Linked DNA regions of Pan troglodytes: region 1 is linked to region 2. A link is a contact called in public HiChIP or PLAC-seq data. All regions are on one chromosome and are shown on one strand. The core of a region is the stretch at or near the end of the contact, and the rest is flanking DNA. Distances in the headings are between cores, read along the strand shown. Region 1 holds the start of LOC747480 (Down syndrome critical region protein 8). Region 2 holds the start of KCNJ6 (potassium inwardly rectifying channel subfamily J member 6).

Region 1 (5,297 bases), core at 914-3,413, 200 kb before region 2:
CTGTGCCTCCATGGGCCAATGGGAAGCCAGAGGGTAACAGAGCCCATGTGGGGCTGTTCGTAGAGGTCAGTGTTCTGGGGTTCAGAACATGGTGGGGAGGAGGGCAGGGAGTCTAAAGGGTCAGATACAGAATGTGAAAAACATCCTTATATGTGGTTTCATCTAGTGCTCTTAAACCAGACTCACTAACCTACTGTGTTTTAAAATACAGCTTGCCAAAGTCTGTGTTAATATTATTTAACTTTGATGTGTATCTGTGATGGTTGGTTTTGTGTGTCAACTTGACTGAGCCATGGGATACTCCTAACAGGCTGAATGTTATTTCTGGGTGTATCTGTGAAGGTGTTTCTGGAAGAGATCAGGATCTGAGTTGGTGGACTGATTAAAGCAGATGGCTCTCCTCAATGTGGCTGGGCCTCATCCAGTCCATCCAGGGTCAGAATAGAAGAAAAAGGGAGAGGAAGGGAGGACTTTTTCTCTTTGCCTGATTGAGCTGGAATATTGATCTTCTGCCCTCTGTGCTTCTGGTTCTCAGGCCTTTAGACCTGGGCTGCAATCTATACCATCGGCCCTCCAGCTCTTAGGCCTTTGACTTTCATCAGCTTTCCTGGGTCTCCAGCTTGCAGAGAGCAGATCATGGGGCTTCTCAGCCTCCACAATCACATGAACCAGTACCTGATAATAAATTGGTTCTGGTTTTTCCAGAGAACCCTGATTAATATACTATCTGTGCATTCACTTAGGAGAAACAAAGTCATTAAATGTGGAAAAAAAAAAAAAAGAACTGAGTCACTCAGAAGAATCATACTATAGTTGCCCATCATATATTATAAAGAAGAAAGTATTCTAAATTATTTACGAATAAGAATTCTACAAAGAAAATGACTGGTTATCTGCGCTTACACAAAATATTTCACGGAAATTTTATTACCGTGCTCTTTTTTTTTTTTTTTAATTTAACCATCATTATGTTGTGCGTTCATCATCTGGAGTTTTTAGTTGTTTAGAATTCCCTGTTGGCAGCCAAATTCCTGTCTGGGAAAATGTATGAGCCAGCCTTCATTTTCCACGATGACTTTCCAAGGAACCATTACAATTAAGAGAATGTAAGTTACTCATCTCCAATAACTGCACATGAAGCAATATTCCGAGGATTTGTTAACTGTCTTTGACAGGAGATCATCTACTCACAGTAGGTGCTTAACAAATGCCATCTTGAATGAATGAAGACCCTTTCTCACAGTAACAAAGTTGGGTCCAGGCTCCTTCATTTTTGCTCAGCAAGATGAAGCTAAGGAAACAGGAAATAAGTCATCAACCAAATCATAGTAACAAATCGTTCTATTCCATTCTCCATAATTCACCCTTCAGTCCAGGGGAACACTAACAATTGCCCCTCCAGATACAAAGAAATTGCCTCCTCTGAAGACAGCTGCCTCACCTAAGGCCACATTTCCTTCCAGGCTGCCCCACTTCCAAGAAGTCACGGATTGGCAATCCATAAAGGTCGGCCCTCTTGCCTCAACTCAGCATACCTCTGACAGATCGTCCCATCTTCCCGTCTCCCTTGAGGTTTGACTGGGGTTGCTGCTGACCCAGTGATATAGGAGTTAAGAAGAAAGTACTTAGGCAGATAGTGAAGGTATGGGAGTCCTCAGTAAGGTCTTCCTTTTAATGAAAAGCAGCCCCCAAATCATTTTCTTTTCTAACAAAAAGCAACCTGGAAAATCGAGCTGCAGACACAGACAAGCAAGCTGAAAGCTTGCACAGGCAAATGCCGGCAGTTGTGCCAATAAAAATATACTGGGGACGGTGCTGTGGCTCACGCCTGTAATCCCAGCTACTCAGGAGGCTGAGGCAGGAGAATCGCCTGAACTTAGGAGGCGGAGGCTGTGGTGAGCCAAGATGGCGCCATTGCACTCCAGCCTGGGCAACAAGAGCGAAACTCCGACTCAAAAAGCGACAACAGCAACAACAACAACAACAAAAAACACTACCTGGGATTAGGCATGTTCTAAATGGCAGCTCCATCTTCTCTTTTTGCCACCCATGTGTACAGAAACGAGTGGACAAGACAGCACCCGCCAAGTGGGAAGCCTATTTGCATAACAAGATTAGGGTGGGGTGACCAGCATTCCCTGAGCGCTACGTAAACGTCACCCCTGGTCGAACCAATCTCTGGGCTCTACGTAAATCAGACACCGCCTCCTCAAGCCTGCCCGTAAAACCTGCTGCCGTCAGTCACGGGCCAGCCTTTCCCTTAAGGATGTCTGAGAGCTGGTCTCCTCACTCTTTTAAACTTTCCGCTTCTTAACTCACCCATATGTGTCCATGTCGTTAATCATCTTGACGAGAGATGATGAACCCCGGATATTTACCCCAGACAGTGATGCCGCTTCACCAGCATTGCACTCTACTTCCCCGCTTCCCGATCCTGCCTCAGCTTCTCCTCTCCACAGGTATTGATCCCAAGAACAACCCGTAAGAAATGTCCTGCACGCTAATCTCCATCTCAGAGTCAGCTTCCCAGGGAATCCAGCAATTACGAAGCATTCAGCTTAATTTTGTTGATTGCTTTATGATTTTGTGTGTGTGTGTGTTTTAATGTTGTAATGTAACATATATTCAAAAGTGTGGATAAAGTCTCCATGACGATTAGTTTCCTGTGTCATGGGGGCCAGGCTTTAGTGCCTTTTTTTTTTTTTTTTTTGTGGTGAGACAGAGTTTTGCTCTTGTCACCCAGACTGGAATGCAGTGGCGCGATCTCGGTTCACTACAACCTCCTGGGTTCAAGTGATTCTCCTGCTTCAGCCTCCCAAGTAGCTGGGATTACAGGTGCCCGCCACCAAGCCAGGCTAATTTTTGTATTTTTAGTACGGATGGGGTTTCACCATGTTGGCCAGGCTGGTCTTGAACTCCTGACCTCAAGTGATCTTCCTGCCTCGGCCTCCCAAAGTGCTGGGATTACAGGCGTGAGCCACTGCACCCGGCCTTTACTGCCTATTTATTTAATCAAACACTAATCTAGGTAGTGCTGCAAAGGTATTTTGTAGATGTAGTTAACATCTACAATCAGTTGGCTTTACATAAATCTTACTTTTCATACTGTGAATGGGCCTTATACAATCAGAAGCCTTAAGAGCAAAAACTGAATTTTCCTAGAGAAGAAAAAATTCTGCCTAAAGTCTGCAACATCGTTTCCTGCCTGAGTTTCAGCCTGCCAGCTTCTCCTACGGATTCTGGACTTGCCAGCCCCACAATCATGTAAGCCAATATGCTAAAATAAATTTCTTGATATAATTCTTAATGTATATATCCTTTTGATTCTGTTTTTCTGGAGAAATCTGGCTTATACAGTCTCTTAACATGATTGTTTATCTGTCAGTTTTTATTTTATGGCTATGTTATTAGGTATAAACAAATTTACGATTATTTCATATTAAACCTGAAACGTTGATTATTCTGAAACGAGCCAGTCTTTGCTTTGGTTTTGTAACTTTTGCTTTGCATAGTAGTTTTACCATCCCTTACTTTCAACCTGTCGATATCTTTATATTTAAAGTAAGCAGCTTGTTTAGCTTTGCTTGATATTATTACCTTCTCTGATGAGCTTTATATTTCAATTTGAATATTTAGTCTGTTTATATTTACTGTAATTCAAGGTTAAATCTACCATCTTACCATTGATTCCTATTTTCTCTGTTCTATGATTTTTTTTTGTCCTTCCTTAAAGTTTTTGGGCTTATTTAAATTTTTCTAATTACATTTCTTCTTCTATTAGCTTGTTATTTATATGTTTTTTTAAAAATTGGTGTTTTCTCTAATTGGTGCAACATGCATTCTTGACTTACTAAAGTGCTATCGGTGTGTGTTTTAAAGGCGCTACTGTAAATGTGTATACAAGTAATGTTTATCTAGATTTACCACAGACATTCTTATGATTGCTCTTCGTTACTTCCTGAATTTCCATGCTTTGCTCTACTACATGTTATTTACCATAATAAACGCATAACATTTATTACCTATAGCTCTAAAGGCAAACAGGCAGTGCAGTTCCAATTTTATGGATAAGGAAACCAAAGCTCAGGGAAATATAGTGAGAAAGAGTATAGCTTGATAGCTAAAAGCATAAACTCTGGAATCCAATTGAATATTCCGCTTACTGGCCGGGCAGGGTGGCTCACACCTGTAATCTCAGCACTTTGGGAGGCCGAGGCGGGCGGATCACGAGGTCAGGAAATCCAGATCATCCTGGCTAACACGGTGAAATCCCATCTCTACTAAAAATACAAAAAATTAGCCGGGAGTGGTGGCAGGTGCCTGTAGTTCCAGCTACTGGGGAGGCTGAGGCAGGAGAATGGCGTGAACCCGGGAGGCGGAGCTTGCAGTGAGCCGAGATCGCGCCACTGGACTCCAGCCTGGGCAACAGAGCGAGACACCGTCTCAAAAAAAAAAAAAAAAAAAAAAAAGAATATTCCGCTTACTGATCTTATCATTTTGAGAAAGTTATTTCGTGCTGTAAGCTTCTCTTTATCTATAAAATATCAAATAATAAGAATAGGAACAACACTTACCTCATTCTGGTTGTGAGGGTGAATTAAGAAACGTTGAATGTTTCATGAGACGTCTGGCGCATTGTAAGAACAAGCCACATGTTCATGTTGGTTATGATGATACCCAGCAGTGCCGTAATACGCACGTCATCCACTGTTGCTGCCCTGCCCACTGTGCTCCTCTAAGGGAAACGCTGCCTTCTAAAGCATGTTGAAGGAGGGAGAATTAAGCAATCATTGAGAAAGTGGTGGCACCACTTTGGCCAGGGATGAGATCTGACCCAAGGGCAGCCGGAATATCAGGCAGCCTGTGTCCTTGAAAGTGGCCTGGCTTCTACAACAAATCTCTGCTCTAAAGGGATTATGGTGACTATCTAAGACCATCAACTCTCTCCCATTAGCATCTGAACAGAGAAAGACTGGAAGAATGGGCTGGTTGGTAGCTATGGGAGAAATATCAGAACATATAAAGAGAAAGGGAACAGTACCCTGAGAGCAGTGGCTGGAGCACAGCTGGCACTGTATTCTTGCAACAAATCCTGACTACTGGGTAAGCCTACAAGACTGAAAGGGCTTGCCCAGCACATCTTCCCAGAGTTGTACAGTTGTTAAGTGGTGGAGATGATACTTACTCTCAATAGTTCAGACCCTGAAGACATGGTTTTTCTGCTCTGCCATTCAGCCTTCCTATCATTATCTAGGTTGTCTAGAAAATTATCTAGACAACTATCTAGACTGAGATAT
Region 2 (5,639 bases), core at 2,875-5,374:
GTGAAAGTGTATTAAAAAGTTTTAGAGCAGGAACAAAAGGAAGTAAAGTACACTTGGAAGAGGGCCAAGTGGGCGACTTGCGAGATCAAGTGCACTGTTTGACCTTTGACTTGGGGTTTTATGCGTTGGCATACTTCCCGGGTGTTGTGTGCCTTCTACCCTGATTCTTCTCTTGGGGTGGGCTGTTTGCATGTGCCATGGTCTGCCAGCACTTGAGAGGGGCCACATGTGCAGTGTTTACTGGAGTTGTATGCATGCTCACTTGAGGCGTTCTTCCCTTACCAGCCAAGTGTTCCTAGAAGAAGTTTAGATGACAGTTAAACTGTGCCATTTTGCCTTAGTCCACATGCTTGAGCCCACTCAACTAAGTCCTGAGATGTCATCAGGAAGCTGCTGATCACCAGCTTCAGGTATTTCTGTCTATTGGGAGACCACTTTTCCTGGTGCCAGCTGTGACCAATTATTATTGTAGACGGACAGTTTAACAACTGCCTGACCATCACCTGACGGTCTCCTGGCATGCCTGGTGGGGAAGGCCCTCTTCTGCCCTGCTCATGTCTGACTAGCTACCTACTGTAACAAAAATAAGGAAAACGCGTAGGAGATAAAAGTGTATCAAGGGAAAAGGGCATAACTCAATAATTGTTCTAAATTATCCTAAAGTTCTAAAGACCAGCCCCAAAATGCCTCAGAGCTAAAACCCCTCTGAAACCCCCTCCTTAGCAAAAATTCTTAACTTTTTACACCTAGAAATATTTCTTAAGAATTAAGATGTATTTCTTAATACATCTCCAAATTTATAATCAAAGAAATACCAACAGCTGTTTACAGATATTCCCTAAATAAGAGACATGAATGAAATCCATCTGAAGCGGCTACTGCTGTCTGTGGTATATACCCTGGGGTTCATTGTCATGCACTGAGAAAGAATTCGGCACACAGACACAGGTGAGTGGGTTAAGGAGCAGAAAGTGTAATAGAAGAAAGGAGAGAGGAGGGGAGAGCAGCTCCTCACGAGCAAGAGACACGTGGAAAAGGGAGAAGGTAGAGGACCGCAGCAGATTTTATACGCAGGCTGGAGAAGGCGGTGTCTGATTTACAGAGGGCTCACAGGTTGGTTCACTCAGGTATGATGTCTACATAGTGTGCTGGGAAGGCTAGTTGCCCCACCCTAATCTTCTTATGCAAATGGACTTTCCAGTTGATTGGCACCATCTTGTCTGCTTGTTTACAGTACACGTGGCTAACAGAGACGGGAAGACGGACCGCCTTATTTAACATCTTTAGTCCTTAGTTCCTGCCCCCATTCACCTGTGCAAGCTCCCAGCTTGCAGGCTGCTTGCTCTCTTAGAAAATTATTTGGGGCTGATTTTCATTAAAAAGAAAAGCCTTACCTGGGACTCCCATACCCTTACTATCTGCCTAAGTAATTGCTTCTTAACTCCTATATCACATTCAGTACACAGGAAGTACAAATGTAAAATAGAATAATTTTAACACTTATCTCTTGATACTCTTTAAGATGTCCTTTTATAGACAAAATAAATTTTTTAAAATTTATGTTCCCATCTCTGCATTTTAAATATGTTGTTTATCTGTGGTAGGGTTTTTGTGGAGAAAGCAGGCAGGGGAGTGAAACTGAAAAAGAACTAGGTCTCTTAACAGTTAGACCCACAACAGCTAAGGTCTTAAATCTAAAACAAGTACTGGCCCAAGGGTGGAGACCAAAAACTCCCAACCATCTTAGTTCTGGCGTCAGCCTGTCTAAGGCAAGGCCAGATCTACACATGGGCCAAGAAGATAGAATGGTTTATAAATTGCCGCAATCAATGACAGAGAAAAACAAGATTACCCAAAACAAATGACACCCCGTCAAGATAATTCAGTTTGTTAATTTTACTAGCTAATAAGTCTCCATTACAGCTTTATATGTGGGAGACAAACCAGTCTCATCTGTATGACATAATCAATCAATTATAAAAGTCACTGTGAGATTTGGAGCACTGATTTACCCTGAAAGATCTTCTCCCCCAGGCCTTGCCTTCATCTGAAATCATAAAATAGATATATAAGTGAGATTTCAGACAAGCTAAACACAATGTAGTTTGAGAGACCGGGCTCTCAGGAGCTCAGACGAGCCACAGTTTGCAGCTCTGAAGCACAGCTCGCCTGATTTTCAGATGTGGCTGCAGTTTCTTAGTTACACCCATGCAGATCACTTTATCAGAACTCTACGGAATAAATGAATGAATTCAGTTAAGCCAATTGCTCTTGTCTCTGGTGTTTATCAAATCCCAGGCTGTGTTAATGGGATCCATCTCATTCAACACGTGCTCTTATGCCATTCACAAAGTGCTATTGCCCACATCACCCCAGCAGCTGTTTCAAGTAGGGGAGTTTTCAAAGTATTTGAAGGAGACAAATAGGTTACTTCCAACTCTTGACTTTCTTATTTAGTCTAATATCTTGTAAGAAAGACACTTTGTGAAATCATTCTACTGGTAAAAGTATATATCATCAAAATTAGCAGGCATACCCATAGCAGCTTCACAGATTAAACAGAATGCCCTTTACACAACTATAGTCAACATAGGTTGTTCTTTTAATGTTCTAAGGCTGTGTCCACCGAAATCCTGCATCTTGCATTTGTATTCCTGGTCTCTCAGGGATTGTTTGGTTCAGTTGTTCTTTGTTTCTTTCTAACACTATCACTAGATCCAGCAGGCATTGTGGAGCACGTATTACACATACTACAGATATGACACATACTCATATCTTCTGTATATGGGATATATGACTCAGAAGCAATAGCAAGTCAGATTACAACCTCTTAGGGAAAATCAACAGCAAATACAAGCTCACAGGCTGTGTGTACGGTTGACTTTTACATGACTTTGGATGCAAATTGACACAAACACCTCTCCATATTACAGTCATTTTTAGAGGGCAGACAGCATTCTTGAGGGGACCTGAATTGCTAATTAAAATGTATGTATGTAGAATAAAATAATCTTGGAAATAAGAGGTTTCCATAAGCCTTCTCTCTAAAATAAGGTCACCTTCTTTGAGGTAGAGATTCTGTGCCTTGTGGAAGGAAAGCCACTTCATAAAGCAGCACAAGAATAGCCAGTTATTGAAAGGGCCATTATAAAATTACTAGCCAATGGTATTCGCTGCTCTTACAATTTGTCAATCCATTCATCCCTAGGAAAAAGACAGCATAAAAGAGAGTTCTGTTCATAGGTAGAAGCAATTTATGGAAAGACTTTGGAGATGTAGAACCATTGTTTTTGATGACCATAAGAAAAAGAGGGGGTGCAAGAGGGGAGCACTATGAGGGGCCCCTGGAATAACAGCACAAAGCAAGTTAGATTCAAAGAGTGGAGTAGACCTTTGTCTAAGGGGCTTATCCTGACAAATTCAACTTTGAAGGCAGCCTGGGTCATTCTTGGAAAAGGCCATTCTTTGTCTCCAGTGACCCCAGAGACATCATATAAGGGTGGGGTGATGATGCAGCAGCCGGGACCAGTTCCCAGTTGCAGTGGACAGGACAGAAGGGACTGAATGGGGCAGCAGGCTGGGGCGCCACCAGGTGCAAGCAAAGCTCAGGGATAGGGCCCCTCCCCTCCGTCCCGGCTGCTCGCTGCGCCCCCTCTGGGCGGTGCAGGCTCCGGCTCCCGCGCCGGGGCTGCCTCTCACGGATTTCAGCCCGGTGGGAGGCAGTGCCCAGAGCCTCTTTTTCCTTATCTCACAAAACCCTAAAAGCCGAACCCCTACAACCAGCAGACAAAACTGCTCCCCGAGCTTCGGCTCTTTCCTGCTTTCCAGGCGTTTCTCCGGGAATAACTTACTTAGTGGCACGGGGAGAAAGATTGGGACTGGGGGGTCGGGGACCGAAACCCAAAAGATTCCCCCAGCATGGAGCACCCACGTTTCCAGTGGCGGGGGATGCACGTTGGTTTGTGCCCAGCCCGCCCCCACCAAGCCCGGTCCTCGGCGCGCTGACACGCTAGCTGGCATGGGCGGCGGGGTGGGCGTCTCTGGGTCTGTGGCTCTGTCCTGCTCGCCCCCGCCCCTTCCTCCCGGACCGCGCCGGCGCTGTGCGGCTTTTTCCCCAGCACGCGGCGCTGCGCTCGCTTTTATCTCGGAGCCGCGTCGCTTCGTGCGCTGCCAGCGGGGCTCAGCCAGTCGGCTGGAATTGAGTAGCATTCATTGAATCTGCGGATTTCATGACGTCTCTCTGCGTGGTCCACCACTTTTCTCCTAACCGGGGATTTTTTTTTTCTTCTGCCACTCTTATCTTTCCCCACTTCATTCCACCCAGTCTCCCTCCCCCGTCCCTGCCCAAACGCGCGCCCCTCCGCCCCTCCTTTGGCCCCAGCGCCCAGCCCTGCTCTCCGCGCTCGGCCAGAGGGAGCCAGTCCGGAGACGGCCGCACCTGGCTGGAGAGGCTGGGCGGGCGGAGGGGTGGAGACCCGCGGACGCCGGGAAGCCGGACCTGGAGCCGGAGCAGCCGCGAGCAGAATGGAGTCTCCTAACAGCCTCTCGGGGCTGATGTGAAATTTGACCATCTGATTCCAGTTTTTTTCTTTTCCTTTTCTTTTTTGCATTTCCTTCCCTCGCCATCCGTCGTGTAGTGAATTGTTCAGTCTTGCTCCGTTTCAAGAGAGGAGATCATGATTGAGTGAAGCCACCCCGTCCGCAGCCAGGTAAGCGGTGCGCTGAGCTGCTCGCAGGCGAGGAGCTGGCGTCCACCTGGGCGAGGCGTTCCGTGCTCTCGGGTCCCCGCGTCCCCTTCCCCAGCTCCGCCGTCGCCGCAGGCATCTCCACTCTCATGAGAAACATTGTGCCCAAGTCAGCCGAAAGGCGAGGGAGAAGCCGGTTACATAACAGAAGGGGAATCTGTTTCATACGGTTTTCATTAGCGACTGAAACTCGCACGGGGGGCGGGGGGAGGAGGGGTCTGCATCCCTGGGCTCGCAGAAACCCAGTCAGTTATTGCAGACATCATTTCAACATCCGCTGGCAAAGACTAAATGCACTGATTAACTGACAGGTGCAGCTTGTGATGTAGTCATTTACAGTTGGGAAAAGCCTATTGTCTTTGTGGAAGGCAGTCTTCTTGTTCTGCTTTGCATGGAGAGGAGAGGAGACAACACGAGAGGGAGGAAAAGTGAGGGTTGGGGAGAAACATGCGGAGAATGGGAAACAGAATACTGTAACTCCTAACTGTTCTCTATCCTTAAAACCGAAGATGTGCTAGCATGACTAAAAACAGTGAATAGGAAGATCTCCCTAGGAGTAAACTGAATTATTTTGTAATTGGAAGGGAAGAAAAAACGCTTTAGATAAAATGAGATGTGTGTGGCATTTAGAGGACTGGGTGGCTGTGGATATTTGCTTCCCTGTGGATATATTTTCATTTTCATCAAAACATTAAGCTTGGATTAGTTTTTAAGTGAAATAACATCAGTATTCCCAAAACCCAATAAAAGCCCAGTGGATCCACAGGTACATCTGTTGTACTAGGTGCAATATGGAGAGATTGTCAGGGGGAAAATATATCTTAATAGAAACAGCCACAGAGGGTGAGGTTAGTGGAGAAAAAAAATACCAGAATTTTCCAAAGAATTCCGCCT

The links. HiChIP or PLAC-seq counts read pairs in DNA pulled down with a chosen protein or histone mark.
Region 1: an H3K4me3 HiChIP or PLAC-seq map of stem cell-derived excitatory neurons shows a contact between it and region 2, with 4 times the contacts expected there. The contact joins the promoter of LOC747480 here to the promoter of KCNJ6 in region 2. A contact is called at or near these places in 3 of 7 Hi-C or Micro-C datasets (induced pluripotent stem cells and stem cell-derived neural progenitor cells) and 1 of 1 datasets of contacts at active chromatin or transcription factors (stem cell-derived excitatory neurons).

What each region holds. Positions count from the first base shown.
Region 1 is chr22:38,822,650-38,827,946 of NHGRI_mPanTro3-v2.0_pri, reverse strand. It overlaps LOC747480 (Down syndrome critical region protein 8), which reads right to left and starts at 2,163. Exons shown (of 6, transcript XM_003949171.5): 1 at 1,998-2,163; 2 at 1,192-1,291. The coding sequence starts at 1,271. LOC129138317 (Down syndrome critical region protein 4) reads left to right here and starts at 2,237. Exons shown (of 3, transcript XM_054675299.2): 1 at 2,237-2,459; 2 at 3,163-3,264. The coding sequence starts at 2,332.
Region 2 is chr22:38,620,656-38,626,294 of NHGRI_mPanTro3-v2.0_pri, reverse strand. KCNJ6 (potassium inwardly rectifying channel subfamily J member 6) reads left to right here and starts at 4,124. Exons shown (of 4, transcript XM_016938537.4): 1 at 4,124-4,709.